Regions from separate parts of the Mus musculus genome. Here regions 1 and 2 are each linked to region 3. A link is a contact called in public Hi-C data. All regions are on one chromosome and are shown on one strand. The core of a region is the stretch at or near the end of the contact, and the rest is flanking DNA. Distances in the headings are between cores, read along the strand shown.

The links. A called contact is a pair of places that touch in the nucleus more often than the background predicts.
Region 1: a contact with region 3 is called in a Hi-C map of the N1E-115 cell line, with 5 times the contacts expected there. The contact joins two enhancer-like sites. A contact is called at or near these places in 1 of 15 datasets of contacts at CTCF or cohesin (the NIH/3T3 cell line) and 2 of 484 Hi-C or Micro-C datasets (the N1E-115 cell line and nephron progenitors).
Region 2: a contact with region 3 is called in a Hi-C map of the N1E-115 cell line, with 4 times the contacts expected there. The contact joins the promoter of 4930405O22Rik here to the enhancer-like site in region 3. A contact is called at or near these places in 1 of 15 datasets of contacts at CTCF or cohesin (the NIH/3T3 cell line), 1 of 484 Hi-C or Micro-C datasets (the N1E-115 cell line) and 1 of 115 datasets of contacts at active chromatin or transcription factors (embryonic fibroblasts).

The regions. Positions count from the first base shown.
Region 1 is chr17:62,959,594-62,964,494 of GRCm38.p6, reverse strand. No RefSeq gene overlaps it. Among named protein-coding and RNA genes, the nearest start is that of Gm34179, 23 kb to the right of the region's middle. Within about 2 kb of position 1,779, at least 23 of the 459 cell types and tissues checked have an H3K27ac peak or open chromatin away from gene starts, as enhancers often do. A contact at or near this core is called in the N1E-115 cell line, where this site is marked.
Region 2 is chr17:63,311,231-63,316,159 of GRCm38.p6, reverse strand. 4930405O22Rik (RIKEN cDNA 4930405O22 gene) reads left to right here and starts at 3,187. Exons shown (of 4, transcript NR_130176.1): 1 at 3,187-3,293. The region is part of intron 6 of Fbxl17 (F-box and leucine-rich repeat protein 17); the gene reads left to right.
Region 3 is chr17:63,144,579-63,149,374 of GRCm38.p6, reverse strand. All of the region lies in intron 7 of Fbxl17 (F-box and leucine-rich repeat protein 17), which reads left to right. Among named protein-coding and RNA genes, the nearest start is that of Gm34324, 110 kb to the right of the region's middle. Within about 2 kb of position 3,389, at least 68 of the 459 cell types and tissues checked have an H3K27ac peak or open chromatin away from gene starts, as enhancers often do. A contact at or near this core is called in the N1E-115 cell line and the NIH/3T3 cell line, where this site is marked.

The sequences.
Region 1 (4,901 bases), core at 530-3,029, 180 kb after region 3:
TGCAGTTGAAAACCCTGTGCCACGATGCCCAGCGTAGCCAGCAGATTGTAGGGTATTTTAGCTACCCATCCCCACAGCTGGGCACTTTTTCCAGGATATAAACACAAGGCTCAATTGCCAACTTGCTCCGGCCTTACCAACCTGAGCGAATATCTCTACCTGTGTTTTTTGTACCAGATAAAATGGAGACTGTGTTGAAAACTTATTTTTCCTGCCGTCTTCCTACCTGCCGTGTAGATGAAAATCGGGAGCCCTTGGGATATGGAGCTATTTAAAAATAAATGTGGCATATGTAACCATAGCGAGCGATTATATCCATTCTAAATGGACTTTGCCCTAAGAAAAATAAAAAGCCAAGCTTTGGGGTTTTATTTCATTTACCAGAACCCGAGTGGATTGAGCATGATTGAAGTGCCTGTGTTTGGCTGGGCTCCTCTATGTAATACTGGCTTGTTGGACTGGTTTGAGTGGACCCAGCTGTAAAACTAAGAAGCCCCTCCGGACACAATCTCTTCCCAGATGCTGAAAATACCTCCTCTTTGAGAAGTTGGAGGAATAATTCTGCTCCAACAATAGGACATTCTTTCTTCTTGAAGGTTTTATTTTTACAGGGAATAGCAGTGGAGTGAGAGGTTATTCTGTGCCACAAGGCAATGCCCAGAGCTGGGACAGAGTCCTAACCTAGTTAGGAGACTGGGAATTTGATCCAGTACCCTGAAGAGAACATTGTTCTGTGTTTCTTATTAGACACAGCACCCTTGTCCAGACGGCACATCTACCGGGCGCGGGTGACTGCGTGTACATACGTGCATATGTGGGATGAGAATCCCTAAGCTTCTTGGACCTGAGTTTGTTTTTATTTCTGAGGGCATCTGGGTCAAAAATCCCAGCACTGAAATCGCTAAGCTGCATTACAATAGCAGGGCTTATGCTGTGGGCGGGCAGCTCATTCTCTTCCTATGCGTGGTTTTGTGGATGGTTGTGTAGCTGTGACCTCTGGGGGCGAGGGGGGGGGGCATTACCTTGCCTTTGTTTCCCTCTCAGGGTGAACTCAGCCGACACATCCTTATAAAAAGATGGCTGCCTTTTGTTGTTGTTGTCTGCCACTTAGTCGGAGAGTCTTGCTTCTTGATTCAATTTAAGCAACTGTGAGAGTTGAGATTGAAACAAAACAAAAAAGCTTCACAACTCTGTCTGATGTTGACTTTCAAATTGGCTAGAAGGCTCCTGGGGATTAGACAGAAAATATGTGCTACCTTCTTGGGAGGATAATTTTTCTTTCTTTTTAATAGAAAACTTCTGACTTAGACAAAAAGGCCAAGAAAATCTATTAAAAGAAAAAAAATCAGAGTATCTCAAGTGGCTATTCCAATGGAAAACAAAAAAAAGATAGCTAAGCCTTGTACAGCAAGCACCTTTCTCCCTAGGCAGGGACCACAAACTTAGGAAGTTAGTGGTAATAACTCAGCTCACGGGGGATCTAAAGTAATTAAAGGGGTATTGCAAAAAACTCAACCCGGAATGGCTTCAATCTGGATGCACATGGCTTCCGTGGGAAGTAGGGGAAAAATACACATTCCAACGGAGTATAGCAAAGTATTTGGGGACTGGGGCGTATGTAGGTCATAGCAGGGTGTTTGCCCAGTTCACAGGGCCCTGGCTTCAATTGCAGCTTGGTCAAAGAGAAAATATTTTCTATTTGCTTCTGTAACAGTCCTTTCCACTTCCTGAGGGGCGCATTTGAGCTTATCCTCCTTAGGTGAGTACTGAGGCAATACTGTTACAGCTTGTTACGTTGAAGTGGCGAAGAACGCATGCACCTAGCCAAAGAAAGCCCGTCGTTATTTTTCTTAATTATTTTAGAAATGTCATCTCCAATACCATCTGCTCTTTTGTAACTCTGAGGAGAAAATTGAATAAGCACCCATTTCCCGGAGAACCGCTTTAAAAAAGTTTGCAGTCAATTTTTTTGGATGGCTATGAAACAATTCAATGATATGGGTAAGCCTGCAGGATGATAGGAGACCCATTACATGTAATCAGAAAAAAAATATTATGGTGTACACACAGGCAGACTGCTTCCCACAGTTCGGTTAGTTTAGGTTAAGAAATGTTTTCTCTCAGGAAATGCCTTTAAACCAGGGCTACATTTTATTTAATGATGTGGAAAAATTCCACAAAATATCCTTATGAGAAATGTATTTAATTTTCTCTTTTTAAGCCAGTCAGCAAGTAAAGTGAGCTGCATATTGCTCGCATTACTAACACTGCCTGGCAGCGCGGACTGAAATATGCCTGGTCATGCACATTCGGAGGTAATGTTAGTTGGGAGCACTTGGTACGGTTGCTTAGCACTTTCCAGACGCTGATTGGCTTCAGCTGCTGAGATGTCTGCAGTTAGATATTGACAGATGTTGAAATCCAGAGTAAACTCCTCTTGCTTTTTATTTCCCCGCCCCCCCCCCCCATCCCTGCGCACAAAGGAATAACACCAAAGCGCATCTTGCCATCCCCAAACAAGATTCTTGCCTTCTCCCGAATTGAATGACTGCAACTGAAGAAAGCATTTGGGCCCTGATGGAGAGGAGCAGCCATCAACCTTGGCACCATCAGGGTAGGCAGGGAAAGGAAAAAGGCGCGGGAAATGGGACCTGGCTGGCGGTGTGCAGCTGACTTCCCTCCCACTCAGGCAGCCAGCCTAACTCAATTTATCCTTCTCAGGGTTTAATCATAAACAGGTCACACTGTGTCCTCCTCTGGGTCACTCAGTTTCTTTTCTGCCCTTTGGTGGAGGCGGGCTTGCTCTACTCTGCTCTATAAACACTGCGAGGCAATAATGGCATTCTCAAAATATGTGGGACTCGGTTATGAAAACTGTCGGGTCGACGATGATAAAACAGTGTTCTAAATTATCTTTCCCACCTATATTTACAATTTGCAAACTCTAATTTTGACTCCAGTAGAAAGTAAACGGTAAAGATAGGCTGGGTTTTTTTTTTTTTTTTGGCAGAGACGAGTGTGATAGAAAATTCTTGGTGTAAATGAAAAGTATCTGATTTATTTAAGATTTCCTCTCTCATTTGACCTTCACTCTGGATCGCAGCTCAAGGCAACTTGCTTGAGAACTACAAAGAGAACGTGCGTTTTCAGAAGTCAGATATGCAGAGGAAGGTTTTTATGGGCAGGGCTGCTCTTAGGCATTTTAATTTTACTAAAGCTGCCACGGAGTTGGTTTCTTTGTTTGTTTGTTTTTTGATTTTTTTTTTTAAATAGCATCAACTTCTACAAATTTTGAATACATACACTGAGATGTGTAAACACAAATTAAATGGTGGGTCTTGACTGTGTCACAGGTAAGAATTGTGCTTGACCCCCCAGCACATACGTAGCAGATGTGAAGCTCAGTCTCCCAACAATATGACAGGGGGACCGGAAGTGGGGGCAGCAATCTAGATGGAAAGTGAATGAATCAATAAATTAATGGAGGGGAGTAACTGCAACAAAAGAACCATGCTAACTTACCTACCCTAATAAGTTAACTGTTGGAGGCTGAGTTTTCAGCATGCCATAGCTGCTGCATCATGGGAGTTATCTCTGGAAAGGAAATGTCCTCAGTCTGTGGGCAGAGCTCCCGCCCTGTAGACTTGATTGACGTTAGGTCATGGATAACGTGTGAGCAAGTGATTGGGCAGCAGTTTCTTGGGTCAAGGGTTTGACTTGGTTTTAGTTCAATGAGAACAGAAAAACGAGTGTTCTGAAAGCATAGAGTAGGGCTAGAGAGATGTACAACCTTTACGGCACTGCGATATTTGACTCAAGGTCAGAGAGACTATATGCTATGCTTTTTTTTTTTTTTAAGATTTATTTATTTTATATATATGAGTACACTGTCACTGCTGCTGTCTCCAGACACACCAGAAGAGGGCATCAGATCCCATTACAGATGGTTGTGAGCCACCATGTGGTTGCTGGGAATTGAACTCAGAACCCCTGGAAGAGCAGTCAGTGCTCTTAACACTGAGGATTTCTCATAAAGAAAATCTTGCAAGACTAGTAAACACCTCCTATTTATGATCATATTTTCCATTTCCCAGAGATCATGTTCCATTAGTAGTCAACAAATGATAATTCCAAGTTGGCCATTGTCTCCGGTCCATGTGGGTTCAGCGAGTACCCTAGCTTTTTGAGAACTTCACATTATGAGAAATTGATAGAATTTCTATTTTTATGGCGACAAATATAATTAATAATTTGAAACAGAAACTTCTTTGGTTTTCCTATTATAATCGTTGATGTGATAGTCTAATACTTTTGATTTATGGATGGTAAAGTAGTCACTTAGGCAGAATTTATAGCTGCTAGTTTCTTATAGAATTCTTTTTTCTTTTCCTGTCTAGCATATATTGGTTAAAATTTGGAGCTACTGAGATTAGATTGGGAGTAATCCATGAAATCTCAAATCTTTTCCATTGCAGAATATAATGATGCTATCTAGACTCTTCATTACAAAATGTCCATTTTATATTCTCCAGTTGGATCCCAACCTGGAATGTGTTGACTTAACTCTCATTATGCTGCCCAGTCTAAATCTTTTTAGTGAAATTGCCATAATTAATTATAGCCCCCAGCATAAATGTTTTATTAAATGCCTTAAAATTGGAATATTTACAATGCCTTTGTTTCGAATACCTTTCCGAATTCTAGACAACCTATGTAGTTTTTATAGAAAAATTTGGTTGAAAAGAAAATGAAAACAAAAATAAAATCACTCTTTGCAAATCACATCAGATTAGTTATTTTTCTATTTTGTTGTCCTTCTCTAGAAACAATTTAAATTGAATATTGATTTATTTTTTTTCAACCTCAGAATATATCAAGATTGCAACTGCATATTGATTCAA
Region 2 (4,929 bases), core at 1,938-4,437, 170 kb before region 3:
TAAGGAGAAGAGGAGATTTGGGGAGCGATGGAACTGGGGGTATGCTTAGGAGTAAGGGCCTGTCAGGAAGCATTAGCCTGGAGGAGAAGAGATGTTCTCATGCTCCATGATGGCGATGGGCTGATTATGCATCCAGCTTCTGTGGAGAACAGGAAGCTGCGAGAGCACTGGCCTGATGCCCCTTAATTGTTCTTTGAAGCTAATCAAGTTGTGAGTTAAAAGCCTGAGGCAGAGAAGGACTTGTGTTGCCTGTGTCAGGAGCTAGAATTTGGAAGCCCTGTGGGAAGTGGCAGAGGGAGCTGAGGGCAGAAGGTAGAGCCACTGAGTGCTTTTGCACTTGGAAGGCATAAAACTGCCATGGCACCCGGCCATGGCTCTGTTCATCTCCTCCAGCAGAGCTCGGCAGCTACCCATGAGAATGAACCAGGATTGTATAAGACAGCTATCAAATTCCATAAATTCACATTCGTGGATGACAGAATAGTGGAGCAACTCTACACTTGGCAAGTGTTGTGTCTCTAAATGGACATAACTTGTTTACTATTTGGAACATTCTTAGGCACTTCAATATTGTATACCATCACTACCTAGGCCCCCGGCTCTCTCTCCTGCCGTCCACATATGCCGATATACAATGTGCTTGTAAGGCTGGCCGCACCTGTTTGTGCCTGTAAACACCCTTGTTTTCATGGTATCACTTCACTTAAGTATGAAAGATTTCTCAGTTGGAAGGGAGACACATGCTCCGTCTTCAGAAGGCAACACATCTGAGGCAGTTCTTCCCTCGGTTTCTTCGTGTGGCCCGCTTCATGGAACCTCACATTGACCAGTTTTCCCTTTGGGATGGTCAACTTGATGTTCTCATTGTGTCCATTACTTCGGCCATTTTTATACCATGCACACATCACAGGTATCACAGCAGTTTGTCTTTGTTCTTTCTGAACACTCTCGAGTTCCATCGGGCACAGCAATGAGTTCTAGTCATCAATTTTCTTTTGATTGTATCCTCTTGTCTGATGCCAATTATTACCAAATAATCTAAAGTAGATCTAAAGTGGCTTATTATGAACATAAAGAAAAATAAGGGGAAGAGAATGGGGAGGGGGCAGGGCAAGAGGAGGCAAGAGAGGCCAGAGAGTAAGAGCGTACGGTTAGGTTTTAACCAGAGCACACTGTGGCTGTTAAACAACTTTAGCAGTCAGTAGCTACAGTCAGGTGAGTGTCTTATTTCTTCAGCATGGAGCTGCCCACAAGTTCTTAACAGTGAGGTAGAAATAGGAGGAGCTTAGCATTCCTCACACTGCACCAGTCACTTTACCTGAGTAGAAGACAGGACACTTGGGGCATGTGATGATAAAATAAACTTTTGTACTGAAGTCCCAGTCACCCAAGGCCCCTCTTTTAGCTCTTTTTTTTTTTTTTATTACCCAATTATAGTTTGATCCCCTAACGGGATGTGGCAGTTAGTTTCCCCTGGCAGTTGGTGCTTTTTGCCTTATATTGAGACTGAGAAGTCATGCCATTTTTGCATTTTCTTCATGTTTGTATATCTGGTTGTATAACCATGGATAGCATTTTCTAAGTGGAATATTGCTAAGTACATTTTCTTTGTGTCACATTGATTTTTAAAAGTTTCATATATGCAGATTTTAATATTTTGGGTTTAATCTCAATTTTTGAGCATGTTCTCTAAATTTCTCATGGAATAAGCCACACCCATCTATATGTAAAACAGGTCTTTAGGTTCTGCAGGCAGTATGTACCTGTACTCACATTAAAGTCAGCAAGGGACGAGCCAGACCTTGGCAAGACGGCCAGTTGCACAGTTTTTGGGGGAGACACATCCTTCCCATCTGACCTCCCTAAACCCTTGTCTGCTTGATGCCCTCCCTCATTTAGCAAACTTCAGAAAAATTACTGAGTGGCATCTCATTGTGCCACCAGACCTGTCCTTTTGAGTTGCACTTATAAATGTCAACATTCAGGAAGCTGTTTTGAGGAATTGCATAAAAGCAGCAGAAATATTCTAGGAAAAAAATACGATTACCTTAAAATTAAAAAACAAAAACAAAAACAAAAAATCAAGCAGTCAGATTTTGTGCTGTATGTGGGTAGGTGTGCACACCCATGTGCCTGTGTGGGGGTAGGACAACACATCTCTGTGTATCACTATAAAGTACAGAGGAGGACTTTGGGTGCTATAGTCGATAGTTTTATGTCAACTTGACACAAGCTAGAGTCATCTGAGGGAAGAGAACTTTAATTGAGTAAATACCTTCATAAGTTCAGGCTGTAGGCATGATTACAGGGCATTTTCTTAATTAGTGATTGATGTGGCAGTGCTGAGCCAATTGTGGGTGGTACCATCCCTGGATTCTATAAGAAAGCAGGCTGAGCAAGCCAGGGGAAGCAACCCAGTAAGCAGCATTCCCCATGGCCTCTGCATCAGCTCCTGCCTCCAGGTTCCTGCCCAGTTTGAGTTTTGCCTTGGCTTCTATCAATGGACTGTGACTGGGGATATGTAAGCCAAATAAATCCTTTCCTTTTGGAGTTGCTTTGGTCACGGTGCTTCATCACGTCAGTAGGAATTGTAATTAAGACGAGCTGGCCTCATCACTGAACTTACAGTGAGCGCACACAGCCACACTTTTGAGGTTATTGTGTATGTGTGTATGTGTGTATGTGTGGCCATGATCAGTTTTTTAATGTGGGTTGTGGGGATCCCAGTGCAGGTGTTCATTCTGCACAACAAGCATGTTATTCACCAAGCCATCTCCCCAAACCCACAAATAGTTTATTTTTCTGATTATAGTACAATTACATTTCTATCTTTTCTTTCCTCCCCCGCAAACCCTCCCAAGTACTTCACTCCACAGGGGTCTCTGCTTTCACCAGTTTTTTTATTGCCCACACATACATTCCTAAATGTTAGCTGTTTGGTCTGTACAGTGTTCCTTCACTGTCTGTTTTCAGGGCTGATTATTTGAAACCGGACACCCAGTTGGTGCGCTCTTCTCTGGGCAGACCATCTTTCTCATTCACTGCTTTCTGCAATCACCTCTTACAGAAGAGGAGAGTAGAAAGAGTAGGAGCCAGAGGATCAGGGGTTTGCTGTGAGACTGCTTGGTGATGTCATAGACTGCATAGTAATCTCCTAGTAACAGCAGAAGCCACATTCAGAAAGTCTCACCAGCTTGATGTCCCAAATGTGAGCTGAACAAGGAAGGACACCACCATAATTAGTTCTAATAATGTATGGGTTCTGATCTGGATCATCAGGAGTTTAGACACGGGTAATTTCAACTTATCTCCTCCAATTCTCTCTGGACCAGAGTTAAATGTGGTTTTCTACTTTACCACTGTATTTGAATTCCCTATGTCCGAAATAAAAGTATATGTGGACATACTGAAGCGTTTATTGTGAGGACAAAGCACGTTACTGAAATGTCTGCCTGGAAACTTTGTCTTCTAAATGTACATCAGGACTTTGGTGTGCGGTGCAGGCTTTGTAAGAGCAGTGCATTTTCTGGAGCAGATCCTTGCTGGGCAGTGATAAGCTCTGCAATAATTAGGTAATCTCATCAGTGTGCACTTATCGTGTATGGCAGCTTTCTCTCTGGTGCCATGCCACCCTCCTCTCAGGCGTGGGTACCGGCAGGTGATCGCGCCCGTTTGTAAAGCACACGGCTTGTGGGTCCTGTGTCTGAAGAGATAAGTAGCAGGTTCCCACGTGGAGGCAAAGAGCAAGGAGGAGGCTCTTCCAACTTTGCAAAAGAAAGCACCAGTTGATCCTCAGCACCCATCACTGTAAAAACTCCAGCCCTAGGTTGCCCTCAGCTGCGATACGGCACACACACATAACCAGTATCCATAGAATAAAGCTGAGTGTTTTGGGGATAGATTACACTGAAAAAAAAAAAAAAAAGATCTTCCCTTAAAAATGAAAAGACATTTCAAGACTTTCCTTGATTAACCTTGTATTTGGTCTGTAGAAAATTCAGGTTGCAGTCAGTTCACAAGACTATAAGTAGTAGACTTGTGATCACTCTGGCTTTTAGCTTTTATTACCCGTAGTTTAAAAGATAAGATGGTATTATTGAATATCAAAAATAGCTTCTTGGGTATTAGATGAATGTTAGCATTTCTCCCTGCCTATTCCCATCAACTTGTATTTACACCAGATGGGGAAGGTGCTGACGGACCAAAGTCAGGGTTCCTGTCCAAGGCTTGCTTGGTGAGTGGAAGATCGTTTAAAGAAACACGGGCAAGTCACTGCCAAGCTGCACACTCCAGAGTCCTCCAGTCAGCTCATAGGCAGGTACACCACTGGAGTCACACCCCAATAAGGACAAGCCTGAGGGGCTGCACACTGGTGGTTCTTATGGGCTGACATATTGGCAGCTACACTTTGGAATAGATCTCCCACCACAGTTGATTTACCTCTTACATGACTGTCTTAGTTAGGGTTTCTATTCCTGCACAAACATCATGACCAAGAAGCAAGTTGGGGAGGAAAGGGTTTATTCAGCTTACATTTCCACATTGCTGTTAATCACTAAAGGAAGTCAGGACTGGAACTGGAGCAGGTCAGGAAGCAGGAGCTGATGCAGAGGCCATGGAGGGATGTTCTTTACTGGCTTGACAAACAGAAAATGTCTATGAGTGAACTCGACACCATCCCTCGTGTGTGTGTGTGTGTGTGTGTGTGTGTGTGTGTGTGTGTGTGTGTGTGTGTACGTGTACAGTATGAGTGTTCATACTTGCCTATATGGGTTTGTGTTCATCTGTGTGTGAGTGTATGCATTCACTCACTGACATATTATTACTTGGTTTAAATCTTTCACAGGTTTTTTTTTTTTTTTTTTCCATTTAAATTGAATCTGTATGCACTTAGCTCTTGGCATGTCACCAGAGGCTTGATAGTCATTC
Region 3 (4,796 bases), core at 2,140-4,639:
ATTCAGAGCCTGTGCTACTTTATTTAGCAATGAGCGTCACTGCCTTCTCCTGTTAAGAGCAAATGCTGGTTTTGGAAAGGATTAAAACTCTTTGAGAATGTGCTTGCTGAGAAAATTAAAAAATAAGTTTTGGGTTTAATTTACAATAATGTATAATGGTTACAGTGGCATGTCTTGTGAACACAAAGTAACCCTAAAAGCAGAATAAAGAAAAACCAATTTAAAATAACAGTGGCCTCAAATGTATATAAGGGCATAAAACCTCCATTGCTTTCATTTGAAAGTTAAATGCTGTGTTTCTAAGCTTGGTCTTCATGACTTAACAAAGAACCCAGATATATAAATAGACAAAGAAAAAAAAAACAGACAAGTTATAAGTCATATTTAAATACAGTACATGAGAAGGATCTTACTCTTGAGAAGGAGTCCGAAGAAGGTTACAAGGTGATGCCATTGAATGGAGCCTGAGAGGGTGCATAGAAATTCATCATCTGAAGAACATGGTACACCTGGCACAGTAGAAAAGTATAGGAGGGCAAAGTTGGCATCAGTTCGAAAGTCGCCTTCAGGCTCACAGGGTTGATTCAGTGTGATCAGAAAGGCTGAGATTAGCAGACACTTAGTCCTCACCACCAAACAGAACTCCCAAAGTTTAGCATATGAAAACAGTGAGGTAAGGTGTATTCAGTCGGGCCCATCTTGGCAATAACAGAATTAGCAGAACTACCTGGAGGGCCACCACTATAGTACCAAAGCAGTTGTGGACTGTACACATGGGGGTGGACAGAGTGGTGCGCACCAGAAGACTTGGTTAGTGCTTGGCCTAGGTTGCTTGTCTGAGTCACCAGGTTGCTTGTAAATGCAGGTATGCCCAAGCCTTCCCTTAGCTTAAGTGAGTTAGATTCTCTGGGGATGGGGTCAAGTTCTCCATATAGCTTCAAAAGCTCCGGGTGATTCTAATGTGCAACCAAGTTTGACAACCCTTGTGTCTTAAAATACAAATCTGGCTGTGTGCATCTCCACTTTAGAACCCTGCATCCACAGAGGACAGACCAGCTCACTGGCAGAATACTTCAAGTCCTTCTCAGAAAGGCTCGTGTGCTTTTCCTTAAAGTTTATGATACTGCCTTGTATCCAGCCACCTTCTAAAGACATGTCCTAAAACATGCATGCACCCTAGTGGGGCGTTCTGCATGTGGTGCAGGCGCTTCTGAGTTAGAGGGTTTGGATCCACCCGAAGCTGGAGCGAGCTGGTTGTAGCTGCCTGATGCCAGGACTGGGAACCAAAGGGTCCTCAGGAAGAACAGCTGCCCAGGCAGAGCCTGTTACCACATCATTTTTAACTCTCCCCGGGCAGAACTATAGGTGTTTTCTGGGACAGAGAGAGGGGGCAGGGCAGATCAGAATCAGTCAGCAGAATGTGTGTGTTTGGTCAGGATGGGTTGATCCTCCTCCTCTTTCAGGGTCTTACTGGCCTTGAACATGTGTACCTGCAAATTGGTAGACGGAGACTATTCTGCTTTTGAAGGCTGTGCTGCTCAAGGGAGTGGAAAAGTGAGTGTGTGTGTGTGTGAATGGAATTGTTCTATATAATTTTGCTAATTTAAAAATAGAAAATATGAGAAATGGAGACACCCTCTAATATGGTAACCCCCTCCCCCATTACTTTACAAGACATGATGAGAATCTGAAAAGGGTAGAGAGAAACTCTCGGCGCCCTGCTGCAAAGCGATGATAAAAAGGTGTATATGCCAATATTTAAAGACATCCATCAAAAGGCAGGAGTTCATGGAAGCCAGGTTTTATGGTTCTTGATCCTGATCTGCCTCAGCTGAGGTTCTGCAAGTTAAAAGGGAAAGAAGCAGTAGCTAAGAGGATGGAGACCAAGACTCAGGTAGCTCACTCTCTCACTCGCCGACACTGAAAGCACTAGACTGTCAGATCCCGATGTCAGAGCCACTGTTGCAATGACTGACACTGGTACGGAACTCCAGCTGGAAACAAGTGACCACAGCCTTGTCAACCTCTTACTCATAGGGCAAATACATCCTGATGGATCGGGAATGTACTCAGTGACAGAGGGCTTGCCTGCTGGCCTAGCACAGCACATAAGAGACCTAGCTTTGTTTTCTCATGCTACTGAAATGGGGGGGTGGGGGGGAGCGGTGAAGAAGCAGGCTCTGTCCTCTAGTATCTTGTAGCCAGTAGCCACCACAAGACGTTAATATCATAGATAATAGTGATTACCAATAATGGTTGTCCCTGACTCGTTCATAATTGGGGCAACTCTACTTCTAGAGCATATCTATGAACTTAGCTTTGTGTGATGAACTAAAACTCATGTTCAATTCTCTTTGATCAGATTGTGTATAACAATGCTATCTTGAATTTGGGGCTCGGCACGTTTAATATCTAAAAGAAGTTTCTTGTTCCAAGAAGGAAAATGTTGCATATAACTGGGATTATATTCAAATGATCTAAAAAAATGATTACTTCCTTAAATATTTACACATCACAGAAAGACAGCAAACAAAGAATAAAGGAAGGCTGTCATTCTCTAGGTATGAAGGAAGAGATGCATATGGCCATTTTTGAGAAGATATGTTTGGGTAATATAACATATGTGTACCATATGGAGGAAGCTGCGTTAGAAGCCCTCTGGAGAGCTGACTAATACATCACCACTAAGCAGATGTAAATTGCAGTGCCTTAGTCACCTACGGACTGTCTGTCTCTCTTAGCAATTAACAGAGCTCTTAGAGTGGCTAAAAGTGAGTTATTTTTAAAGGAAAAAAAACCACTTCAATGTGTATCTACAGTGTATTCATTTTTATCCTTATCACTTATGTACTGACTCTCACAACCATTTGTACCAACGATGTGACTGAAGGGCAGAAACGTGACAAATGACCCTTCCACTCTGGGATCACAGAAACTAGTCTTTGGTGCCTAGAATCATGTTCCCCACATAGGTTTTCTCAGCGTGAGCTGCCCTGTCTCTTGATTGCTGATAAGCAGGCTGATGTCAGCTTCTCTGTTTTGCAAGAGCTCTTTTTTTTTTTTTTTTTTAAAGCAGCTTGGCTGTATCATTTTTGAATGGCCCTTCACCGGGTTCTTTACAGCATTCCCAACACTCATCCGGCTTATGTTAATCTCATTTCAGCTCACCATAAAGCAGTTGTTTTCATGTCTAATCGGCAGGCTTGCATAATCCACAAGAAGCCTGCCGTCTAGTGCATTTCTTCAGCCTGGGAAACATGCCTCATTCTAGGATACTGCTGTTTGTGAGGCTCTTTGTTTGCCAGCATCCGAAGCCTGGCTCACCTGTGATGCTGATGAAATCGAGCAGGTAACAGAGTGGGGAGTTCAGGTCTCTGGCCATGTAGTAGGAGGTTGGACACCCGTCACTTTGATCTTGACCTTGTTGATACAGTGAGTGCTCACTCTGTCCACCAACCCAAAGGTCACGCCGGCCTTCTTGATTGGATTTTCTACTCTGTCAGTCAGCACACCATTAGGCAGAGTGCTGCCAGTGACCCCTGTAATCTCAGTATTGCCAGTAAGAGGTGTGTAGGGTTCTGTTGATGGGGGCAAATACGTAAATCATTTCAGCTTGTATTGTACGCCTGCCACAGGCCAAGAGATACACAAAACCCACAAGATAGAAAGCACACTTTCTGCCTTCACGAAGTGTTATGGTGGAATGATGAAAGCCCACCTCATGGTTAGATGGGACACACAGTAAGTGCGGCTGGAGGTTAGGATGTGAGCATTTGGCCGCTGGTTGCCTATTGTAACTAGTCTGCAGTCTGGTCTGTCTTTCTCTGCATGTGCATTTTAAAAGCTCCCCGGGCTGCCTATAGCAGCAGCCCTTGAATGAGAGTCTCACAGGCTTTTAATGATATTCAGAGCTGTTAAGTGGAGTTTCCCAGAGGACAAAAATCACAGTGTACCACTGGCTTCAGAGTCCTTTATTCCACCCTTGGAGAATTGCTGCACATAATAGATTGAATAAGACTGGGCTGATTTGCATCCCTTATCCTCCAATCGGTGACTCAGCTTCTTAGCTTCTTTATGCTTAGATGACTATTGGGTGTTTCACGTACATTCCAGAATCTTTTTGTCTCAAAAATAACTGATACCCTACTCTGTTTATATGTGAGCTTATAGATTTTTTTCCTTAATAATAGGACTTGTCATCCTGGCTTTCTGCTGGCTTTTTATTAATTTAAGAAACATTTTTCCCATGCTAACATTGAACAGTTTTTTTTCGTCATCCTTTGCTAATCCATAGTTACTTTCAGTGATTAAATGGTTTCATTTTCATCCTCTGGATTTTCTTTATATGGAGAAACTTCCGTTGACTGGTTAAGACAGTGCCAAAAGCATGCTTGGAGTGTGTGAAGCTGGTGATCTTGTTTCTGTTCTACCTTATAACACAAAGAGTTTACCATTGTAAATAGTCCTGCCACCCAGCCTCATGTTTACACATGGGATTTGCTAGTGCAGTATATGTCAAGGGGCAGAATAAAACAGCAATAGGGGCTCTGATGTCTGGTTCCTTGAACGTGTTCTCAGGAAGTGGAATAAGCAGGTCTGTAAAAATGGTGGCTGCTTAGCGTATCTCTTGTCCACCTGCATAGGAATCATTGTGTAGCGCCACCACCACCAATACCTTCAAGAGAAGTAAGACAAAGGTATCTGCCAAGGGAGAGGGCATAATGGGTGCAGGGGAGGTTGTACCCAGAAGCCAAAGATAGGTAGCATGCTTCAGAGGGTCTCACCCCTGGGAAGAG